Regions from separate parts of the Sus scrofa genome. Here regions 1 and 2 are each linked to region 3. A link is a contact called in public promoter capture Hi-C data. All regions are on one chromosome and are shown on one strand. The core of a region is the stretch at or near the end of the contact, and the rest is flanking DNA. Distances in the headings are between cores, read along the strand shown.

Region 1 (3,389 bases), core at 702-3,201, 1.3 Mb before region 3:
GCTCTGGCAGAGGCTGGTGGCTGCAGCTCTGATTAGACCCCTAGCCTGGGAACCTCCATATGCTGTGGGAGCAGCCCAAGGAAATGGCAAAAAGACCAAAAAAAAAAATCTTAACTTTTAATCTTAGTGACAGTTCTAACAGTTCCTATATAAGGCAGACTTACTCATTTTCTCAATTACCAGATATTTCATTCTCTTAAATATACAAACTCCCATTGCCCTTTTAAAAACAGTAAAATTTTCTACATTCCCCCAAAGTTCTAGTTTTCATATACCTTTAATAGAAAAGTAAACAAATAATTTAAAATGCCACCATCTTCCTCTTCCTCATCATCTTCCATATCTGATTGGTGAAATGAAGTAACAAACTTTGCTGCAAATTCTATTATCCTCTCCACAGCTGGTTCTCGTTTATAGACTACCATTGCATATTTAAGGTAATGAACAAACTCCTGATGAAAATCTGTTTTGTCATCCATCTGAAAGACAAAAGAAACCCTTTACTGCACAGATAAGAATTTTTTCACATTACCCTAAGACGCTGAAAACACTAGCCATAACTCCAACAAAATAAATTTAGTAATCTCTCAATTATCCAAACCATCAAAGGGAAAATAAATTTGTACAGTTTCTTTCTAGAGAAATTTCTCCCAGGGAGAAAACAAACGGGAATTTTGATAGTGAAAGGATTCCTCTGATTTTTTTTTTTTTTTTTTTTTTGCTGTCAATATCCTGGAATCCTCAATACGATGCCTTGGTACCGGTTTAAGTAAAAATCTGCTTCCTCCTGAACAATCCAAAAAACAACGGCTTTTACATTTATATATTTAACCTTAATATTACACAGGCGTTTCCTTTCGATTTAACTTCCACAGTCTTATATCCTCAAGCCCCATTTTCCTGACTTACAATTTTTCTTGGACCTCAAAATAATTCATTTTGCGAAATTCACTGTCCTATTCTTCTCAAGGCTCCCTTCAAAACGAAACAAAGTTATTCACCGGACTAGGAAGAGCCACGTCCTAATGATTAATTTGCTAATTAGTGAGTTGATTCAATTCAACTGTGGGGGGAGGTAAAGTAATTTGACGAGGTCGGTGACCAGGGGCAATCACCGCTGAACCGCCAAGTTCAGGGCCACTCCGCGACCTTACAACTAGGTGCCCGGTCCCCCGAGTGAGCACAAATGTTTCTCCAAATTCATCCCCAACCGACAATTAACGGTCCGCGCGGGAAGCCGCTAGGGAGGCGGCTGGGAGACCTCAGGCAAAAGGCCAGACCTATCCGAACCGGGTCGGAAAGGTTAAGGAGGTTGGAGTCGTGGTGCGCGTAGTCGGGAGGGTCGCGGGAAGCCCCTGGGAGAGACAAGGCTGGGGAGGGGCAGGGAGGGCCCGGGGCCGCGCTTACCGAGCCATAGGTGCGGCTCAGCGCCACCACCAGCTTCGCCTGGTTCTGGTGCGGCTGCTGCGCCAGCTGGAAAGCCTCCTTAATCGGCAGCAGCCTCTTCTCCGCCCCCATGGCGCCGGGACCCAGCAGGAACGAAGTCTGTTCAGCGTTTCGGCGCAGCCGGTTCGACTGACCACCGCGGAGGTCTCCACAAAGACGCCTCAGCCTCCAGTCTCAACAGCGGACAGCCGGGGGCGTGGTTACCGCCAGAGCATTCAAATAACTCCCGCGGGAGAAGGAAATACCGCGAGATGGCGTAGAGCGGCGAGAGCGGGATCCACTGGCTTCCAAGCCGCCGTTGGGGCGCATGCGCTTAGGGTCTTTTAACCCTTTTTTCTGATTGGGAAGCGGGGTTCCTAAGAGAAGGGGGCGTTGGCGCCCCCGGAAGTGGTTTCCACCTGGAGGGCTAGCCCTGCGGCAATGAGACTGTTGGAATCGAGCTTTTGGCGCTAGGCCTAGACGGGTCTTACGGCTAGGGTTGAAGCGAGAAAGAAGAAAGGATCCTTCGTGGGTGAGAAGAGGGAGTCTGCAGAGGGGAAGAATCCCTGCTCCCGCCGAAGGGGAGGAGGGTTCGTGCGGAGATCCGTCAGGAAGGGAGAGCTAGGGCGTGCTCGAGTGCCGGGCAGCGGCCTGGCTTCTCCCGAGAAGGGGCTCATTCCTGGGTCGGCTGAGGGCGTTCCGAAGTCTCCCGATGGAGGTGGGCCACTGTCTTTTTAAGCCCCGAGCGGTGGGTTGGAGGGTCTGCGAACGGAGGCGGCCTTGTGGAACGACTGCGTAGAGAGGCACCAGTTAATTCAGATAGAGTATATAGAGTAGACCTGGAAAGCTCTAAGGTGCATAAGGAGGTTTTCAACAAAGGAGACCACAGAATGGAGAAAAGGTTTAGAGTAGCGGTTAAGGTAAAATCCTTTGGAGTGTCTTCCTGCAGGCACTAAGCCTTTAGTTTTTTAATGGAATTATATCCAGCAGAAACCAATATCTCAGTACCCGCAGCCAGCTTAAAAAAAAAAAAAAAAAAAGACAAATCCGCCGGCATACCCTTTTCCTATTGAATTACTTTCCCTCCCCAGCAATAATGGATTTCCTGAATTTGCTGTTTTTATGTATTAAAAGACGAATAAATCTCGTAATAAGTATGTGTTCATGTGCTAAGGTGTATATGCAACTTGCCATTTTTTAAAATCTGTTATTTGAGGTTTATTCATATTGATACTGTCATATCACTAACACTTTATGGATCCTTTGTTGAGGAAAAGTTAATCCATAGTTTACCTGGGAAAGAAATGGAAAATTTTATTTAAGCCAACCTGAGGATTATCACCTGTGAGACTTTCAGGAAGCTCTGAGAACTGCTGTGTAAGCACTGTTATGTATGAGGTATTATTGACAAGTTGACACAATCCAGATGTACAGGTACCTTGTGATTAGTGGATCATGGGTCATTGTGACGCTTTACAATTAAGAAAGAACGTCATCTTCTGATTAGTGGCAAATACACAAGACGAGGGAGCAGGCCGAAACAGGCACAGAAAAATTTTATTTCATCACCTTATATACCAGACACTATCCTAAGCACTTTACCTCATTTAATCAGTAGAAACAATCCCTGTAAAATTTTATTTCATCACCTTATATACCAGACACTATCCTAAGCACTTTACCTCATTTAATCAGTAGAAACAATCCCTGTAAGGTAACTTTCTCCTTTTTAAAAAAACAGGTACAGGGAGGTTGCTCTAGTATTCTCTCATAAGAATATGCCATAATTCATTCTCTTGCTTCATAATCCTAGTTCCTGAAGTGTTGTAGGTTTTCACATGCTAGGTAAAATAACAGTAGCAATTGGGTTGCCCATAATTTAAAAAGCATCGAAATGCCTAGTTTCTGAAAAGGCAAGAGGGGTGGATATTTTAGGTTCATCAGGTAGAAGAAAAGCATAGAGG
Region 2 (3,199 bases), core at 128-2,627, 1.2 Mb before region 3:
CTTGGCATTGGTAACCCTTTCAGGTTCTAACTTTCCTAAGCATGCCCACTGCCTGGGATTCCACTGCTGGGAACTAAGCAGATAGGAAACAGATGTTACCTGAGTAGGATGGAGTCCCACCGTTTCAGAAAGAGCAGGGGACAGGCATCTGGTCCCGACACCATCTGTGATTCCAGGGAGGCTGAACTCAAGTCCCACCCAGAACATTCCTTGCCAGGGACAGCCCTTCTGGTCCTCAAGCCTAACTCCCACGCCTGTGCTCCCCATGCCCCCAGCCATTCCTATTTTTCAGCTCCCCCAAGGCCAGGGAGTAACCTTCTTCACAGTGCTCTGGAGCTCAATTTCAGGTGGAGAAGGCAATCTGCAGGACACTCTATCTCTCCTTTTTTTTTTTTTTTTTTTTTTGGCGCGCCCGGGGTATGCGGAAGTTCCTTAGCCAAGAACTGACCCTCACGGACTGGAGCCTCCGCAGCAGCAGTGACAAAGCAGGGTCCTTAACCCATTAAGTCACCGGGTAGCTCCTAGGGCACTCTCCTTTTAATTTTAGCAAGATAAAGGGTCTCTCCTTTTTTCTAAAGAGACGTTGTTTTTCTCTAGAAACCTTCCAGGCAGTTTACTCCCGAAGGACCTGTGTTTTCCTAGCCTTCAACTGCAGCGAGGGAGGGAGGTCTTGGTGTGGAGCCCGGGGACTCTGAAACCCCAGAGAACATTTCACCTCACCAAACCTGAGCATCCTCCTAGCTAAGGTGGGAACGATCCTGGCAACATCCTTCTCTGGGTTACTGAGACTAAACGAAATAATGAAATAAGGGGAAACGGTAGCTACGGCTAAAATTTTCCTCCCGCGCAGAGTTCTGGTCCTAGCACTTCCAAGCCCATCCTCGCTACAAAGCCGACTGGCGAATGCTGGAGGGATCGGCAGCCCTCCGCAGCCTGCTGCCAAAGCCGAGATTGGAAACTGGAAACGGCAGGGAACTTTTCTTTTTAGCCAATGTTTGCAACTTGGCTCAGAAGACCGGACACCGCGGCCTTGACCCGCCCCGGAGTCCCGGTCGCCCGCCGGCAGGGCTCTCGCCGCGTCCCGAGGGAGAACCGCGGCCTCTCACCTTCGTCATGTTTGCAGCGTCTGGACCGGGTCCCCAGAAACGCCTCACGCTCAGCTGTCGGACGGCGACTCGCGCAGCAGCCGGAAGAGGCAGCAAGAACATCTTTTCGGCTCGGCCCCCCGCACCGCCCTCCAACGAGCACGTGGCGCATGGAGAGCGGGCGCGCTCCTAGGAGCCCCGCTTTCGGGGGCCGCGGGCGCGCGCCTCGGGGGCGGGGCAGGTGCCGGGGGCGTGCCAGGCTTGAGCCAGGGGCGGGGCGATTGGCTCTCCGTCGGTGAGGGGGAGGGCGGGCTCCAGCACAGCGGAGCGTTCTTGCGCTTGGGAGGCGGGGCGGGTGCCCAGGGGGCGGGGCGGGCGGCGGCGCTGAACAGGGCGGTTCTGGGAAAGCTGTGAAACTTCGGCGGCCGCCGCCGCTTGCACTTGCGGACGGAGGCGAAGGGGCGGGGCTCTCGGAGGAGCGCACTAGAGAGGGGCGGAGTCGCGGTTGTGCGGCACCTGGAGGGGTGGGGGTGGAGGCGCTGCTGCCGGGAGGTGGAGGTCGCAAGCAGACTTATTGCAGAGGTTTGAGTAAGGAAGACCCTCTCGCTGAGTTATTTTTGTTACTGTCTCTTTTTGTTTGTTGGTTTTTTGGTTTTTGCCATTTCTTGGGCCGCTCTCGCGGCATGTGGAGGTTCCCAGGCTAGGGTCCAATCGGAGCTGTACCCACCGGCCTACGCCAGAGCCACAGCAACTCGGGATCCGAGCCGCGTCTACAACCTACACCACAGCTCACGGCAACGCCGGATCCTTAACCCACTGAGCAAGGCCAGGGATCGAACCTGCAACCTCATGGTTCCTAGTCAGATTCCTTAACCACTGTGCCACCACGGGAACTCCTACTGTCTCTTTTTTTGAACTTCCATTTGGTGCAGGGGTTCAACATTGTAAGACAGTTAACCCAAATACTGTTTTTGAATTGAGAAGCTTTGCCGGTAGAGCTGAATGTTTAAAAATGTATTTGTAAAAGGAGTTTTACATTTTTTATTGTAAAAACAACAACACGGTTGAATGGAACTCCTAGAACATAATGAAGCACAAAGAAGGATATGAAATGTTACACCAGTGTCTGATCCCGGTTTTAGCTGGGTCTTTGCTTTTAGCTCGGGGCGCGGGGTGGACGAGGTCCACCAACTGAAGTGTGTACCTTCCTGGTCTGGGGAGGGAGGTTGGAGAGAATGTCTATTTCACTGTCTAAGGGCTAGACACAACAGAGATATGACTGTCCATTCTTTTTTTAAAAATTCATGCAAAGTTGATTAACAATGTTGTGTTTCAGGTGTACCGCAAAGTAATCCAGTCACACACACACAAACACACACACACACGTAAAATTTTGAATACAGTTCCTTGTGCTATACAGCAAATCTTTGTTGGTTATGATTGACTGCTTTGGAATGCAAGATTTTGTCATCCACAACCCCTAAGTTTATATAAAGTGTTTACTATGTTTTCTGTTCGAAAGTATGGGGTACAACAGAATTTAAAGTATCCCTGGCCTCAGAATTCCCATCGTGGCACAGCAGAAACTAATCCAACAAGGAACCATGAGGTTGTGGGTTCAATCCCTGGCCTTGTTCAGTGGGTTAAGGATCCAGCATTGCCATGAGCTGTGCTGTAGGTCGCAGGTGCAGCTCGGATCCTGCGTTGCTGTGACCGTGGTGTAGGCTGGCAGCTGCATCTCTGATTCGATCCCCAGCCTGGGAACTTCCATGTGCTATGGGTGCAGCCCTAAAAAGCAAAAAATAAATAAATAAATAAATAATAAAAGTGTCTCTGGCCTCAAGGCATTTTTTAGTAGAGACAAGGTATATCATGACTGTAAAGAGATAAAAATGGACACTGTTTCACACAGTTATAAGTGAATAGGCTTCAGTTCCTTCTGTCCCCTTCTTTCCTTGACCAAGACTTTGGTTTGGCGCCATGTCCACCAGGGAACCTTCACTGGCAATCCACATTTGGGTCCTGTGCCCTCCCTTTGCTCCCAAAGCAGCCTGTCTCATGGTGCTGTTCACCTATATTCTCCTTGTCTGTCTCCCCCAGGCATCTTGGAAGCC
Region 3 (3,545 bases), core at 995-3,494:
GAAAAGAGCTTTCCATATATAATGAGACTCGATTATCTAACATTGATAATTGATTATCAATACCTAGACAAGGGAAGAATAGGGTTAATTGAAAAAAATTATTTATATTAATGTTTGTTTCAAAAATGCTTTTTTTTTTAGTACATTTGACTTCATCATGGGTCGGTTTGAAACTGCGGTTTCACGGAGTGTCAGATAAAATAACGTAGCTCCAATGAGAAGACCTAACGGGTGAAAAGCCACAAGACTTTCAGCTTTCCCATTTCTGCTTTGCTCCTCTGCTGTAACACCCTCAAATGCTGGCCTGGACACAGTGCTCCAGCCCTCTCTTTGCTATTTTAAAGAACAGGTACTGACTTTGGAACACTGTGCTCTTCTCAGACCCATACAGAAAATGAGAGAAATCCATTCCTACAACTGGCTGCCTTAGCAAACAATTTTAAATGCCTTCCCTTCCAGCTCCTGTTGAGTTAAAAGCAGGGGCCATAAGCCAATAAATGTGGTGAGACAGAAAATAATTGGGAACTGACATAAACAAGCAATAAAATCCTACTTCCTCCGGGACAATCAGTAAATAACGCGAGGGTTTTATGCTACAAAAGATCAGAGAATAATAGAATTGAGCTGCAAGGGATCTTAAAGGCCATAACATTTTCAGTGCCTTTTGATTCTCAAGATGATTGTGACGATTTGACCAGAGCATTTGTATTTGAGTGATTAAGACTCAGTTTTGTCCAAATATAACCAAAAAAGATGATTTCATAGTCACAGGAATATTTAGAAAAGTAATCCTCAGAACTGTTCCACCCTACGAAGAGGGACAAGGATGTTCCAAAAGCGTCAGTTTCTCCTTTCAAAAGTCAGTTCCCGGTCTGGGGGCCTTTTTGGTCCATCTTGGGCCCTGGTCTCTGCCTCTTAGGCTGCTCTCAGCCTGTTAGGTGGCTGCCTTCCGCATGGTGCCGCAAACAGCCCGCTCTGTTTTGAGTTTGCTGGGAGTGTGCAACCAGTTAGGTACCTGCTAGTGACAACAGAACGCTCAAGGTTTCTGATGAAACAACACCGGGTCAGTTTTGCTCTGCCCAACCCATTTATATCTGGCTCTCAAGTTGAGGTCTAAGGAAATTCCCAGGCACCATAAAGTTAAGGGAAGAATTCCAGCTTTCCTTCTGCTCATCAAAGGGTACCAGAGGCACAGGGGAAGTTGGTAGACGAGAAGTCGACCTGTCAAAGTCTCCCTAAATGGAGCGCCCGGCTCCTTTCCCCAACCCCCTGGCATCTTCACTCCCACGAGCCCTGCGGCCGCCGTGGTCTCCACACTGCGCTCGGTGCGGAGTCACACGCCAGAGCTGCAAAAGACGGTCGTCAGTAAAGCAGTTGCGGCAGGTGATGGAGCAAGGGCACCGCGGCGGCGGCCAAGAGCCGTCTCCTAACCTTAATGCCCTTAATGCCGAAAGACAGTTTAGTATGTTCCCGGGCGCGGAAATCGTATAAAGCACCAAAGCACCTCGCTCCTCGGGCTGAGCCCTGGGCCCGTCGCGTCCCCTTCGCGCCCCCACCTGTTGGGCAGCATCCCCGGGCTCCTTCGGGCCCAAGTGCTTTGGAAACTGTCAACGGAAATCCAGAGGCCAGGGAATGTGACGGGCGATCGTAACTATGCAGAGGACATGGAGCCCAAGTAGCGGACCTATGGGGCCGGGCCTCGCGGGGGTCGGGGATCTGGAGCCCGGCCCTCAGCGCCGCGGCCGCGCAAGCGATGCCAAGACCGGGCGGGCGGCGCCGGCGCACTCCGGGCACCGAGCCTGCAAAAGGAGCCCGGTGCGAGCGACCGGCCACCTCGCAGACGGCGGGCAGCGGGCGCAGAGGCCGCCGCCCCGAGGCTCCTCGGCCGACCCTCCGCCCGTCGCCGCCGCCACGCTCGGCCCGCTCCCGCCGGGCCCCCGACCCGAGCCCCGGAGGCGCTCGCTCTCCCCGGCCGCGCGGCCCGGCGGCATGGAGTCCGGCGCGGGGTCCCGGGCGGCGGACCCCGGCGCGGCGCGAGAAGCCATCGCGCGTCACGGCGAGGGCAGGAAGAAGATGGCGGCGGCCGTGGCGGCGGCGGCGGCAGCGGCGGCCTCGCACGCGCCGCTGACGCCAATGGCGCGCGCCGGCCGGCGGGCCGCGGATGGCGGCGGCAGCGGCAGCGGCAGCGGCGGCGGCCCGGGCTCCGGCGAGGGGCGGGGCGAGGCGGGAAGGGGGCCGGCCGGAGGCGGAGGCCGGGCTGGAGGCTGGCGGGAGGCGGTAGGGACGGTTTGTTGTGCTCGGAACATGGCGGGCGTCGGCGACGCGGCCGCCCCGGGAGAAGGCGGCGGTGGCGGCGTGGACGGCCCGGAGCGGGACGGCCGGGGCGAGGCGGAGCAGCCGGGCGGCGGCGGTCACGGGCCCCCGCCGGCGCCTCAGCACACCGAGACGCTGGGCTTCTACGAGAGCGACCGGCGGCGGGAGCGGCGCCGCAGCCGCGCAGGTGAGGCGAGCGGGCGGCGCTAGGCCGCGGCGAGGGCGCGGAGGGCGGCGGGGGGCGCCGGGGGAACTCCCGGCCGCGAGCTCCGCGGCCGCCGCCGCTGCCTCCGGGGCCGCCGGGCTGTGGGCGCGCGGACCCGCCGCGGCTGCCGCGGGTCCCGCGGCTCCGCGGCCGCTGACAGCTCCCAGGGCGGGTCCGCGCGCCGCGCCGGGGCCCCCACCGCACAGGCTGGGCCAGGTGCGTCCGAGAGCTGGGGCTGCGGCCCGGGAGTTGCTTCCTGGGTCACTTGACTGCTTTTAAAAAGTCTCTTATTAAAAAACACAACAAAACGCCTGGGGTGTTCTCCCGTGCTCGAGAACGTTGGCGAGCATCTCGCACGTCTCCGGGAGCACAAAACGGAGACGCTCACGGCTGATGTCTTCATTATCGACGTGCCAAGGTGACTTTTGTTCTGTGTTTTAAGCAAACTTGAGCACGACAGACCTGTTAACGTGCCCTCCACACAGGTGTTCCTCGCAGCTGACAGTGTGATGATAATGGCCGTGAAGTACAGTACTTTTGCCCAGGACATAAATATTTCGTATTCCTGCAGATGTTACCTGTGAACTTTTCCTAAACTGAAACTTAAGTCACTTTAAAAATTAAGGGGGGGGGGGGAGGCTGCGTAAGATGCACTTGTGAATCATACTTCTAATGATCGGTTTTAGGCGTATTGTTATATTATTTCTTTCAGCTTATAGGAGTTTATTTTTGCTTTTAGAAGAAATGTTAAAGTTGCATTTTTAGTCATGTTGCAGTTGTATATTAGGCTTATAAAAAGGGAAGACTTTAAGATGTCTGGTTCATTGACTGTAGAGTTATCACAGCATTTTAATTCTGGGATAGCTTTGAATTTTGAACAGCAACGGACCTGAAACGCCAGTAAATTTCTTCCCATTAAAAAATTGCATCTGGTGCACCGTAGGAGCTGTATTAGCCGTTGTTTCCTGCGGTTCATGCAAATAAATGTTGAAGTCCTAAGGTTTCCTGCACTGACGGTTGTACTTTG

What was found. Promoter capture Hi-C pulls out the DNA fragments that hold promoters and counts their contacts.
Region 1: a contact with region 3 is called in a promoter capture Hi-C map of fetal liver, with 3 times the contacts expected there. The contact joins the promoter of DCAF16 here to the promoter of TAPT1 in region 3. A contact is called at or near these places in 1 of 5 promoter capture datasets (fetal liver) and 1 of 47 Hi-C or Micro-C datasets (embryonic fibroblasts).
Region 2: a promoter capture Hi-C map of liver shows a contact between it and region 3, with 4 times the contacts expected there. The contact joins the promoter of LAP3 here to the promoter of TAPT1 in region 3. A contact is called at or near these places in 1 of 5 promoter capture datasets (liver) and 1 of 2 datasets of contacts at active chromatin or transcription factors (alveolar macrophages).

What each region holds. Positions count from the first base shown.
Region 1 is chr8:12,762,339-12,765,727 of Sscrofa11.1, reverse strand. It overlaps DCAF16 (DDB1- and CUL4-associated factor 16), which reads left to right and starts at 1,951. Exons shown (of 2, transcript XM_013978553.2): 1 at 1,951-2,143. It overlaps NCAPG (condensin complex subunit 3), which reads right to left. Exons shown (of 22, transcript XM_021101058.1): 2 at 1,408-2,443; 3 at 276-479. The coding sequence starts at 1,518.
Region 2 is chr8:12,588,513-12,591,711 of Sscrofa11.1, reverse strand. LAP3 (cytosol aminopeptidase) reads right to left here and starts at 1,377. Exons shown (of 13, transcript XM_003356870.5): 1 at 1,107-1,377. The coding sequence starts at 1,208.
Region 3 is chr8:11,414,398-11,417,942 of Sscrofa11.1, reverse strand. TAPT1 (transmembrane anterior posterior transformation protein 1 homolog) reads left to right here and starts at 2,244. Exons shown (of 14, transcript XM_005666539.3): 1 at 2,244-2,500. The coding sequence starts at 2,305.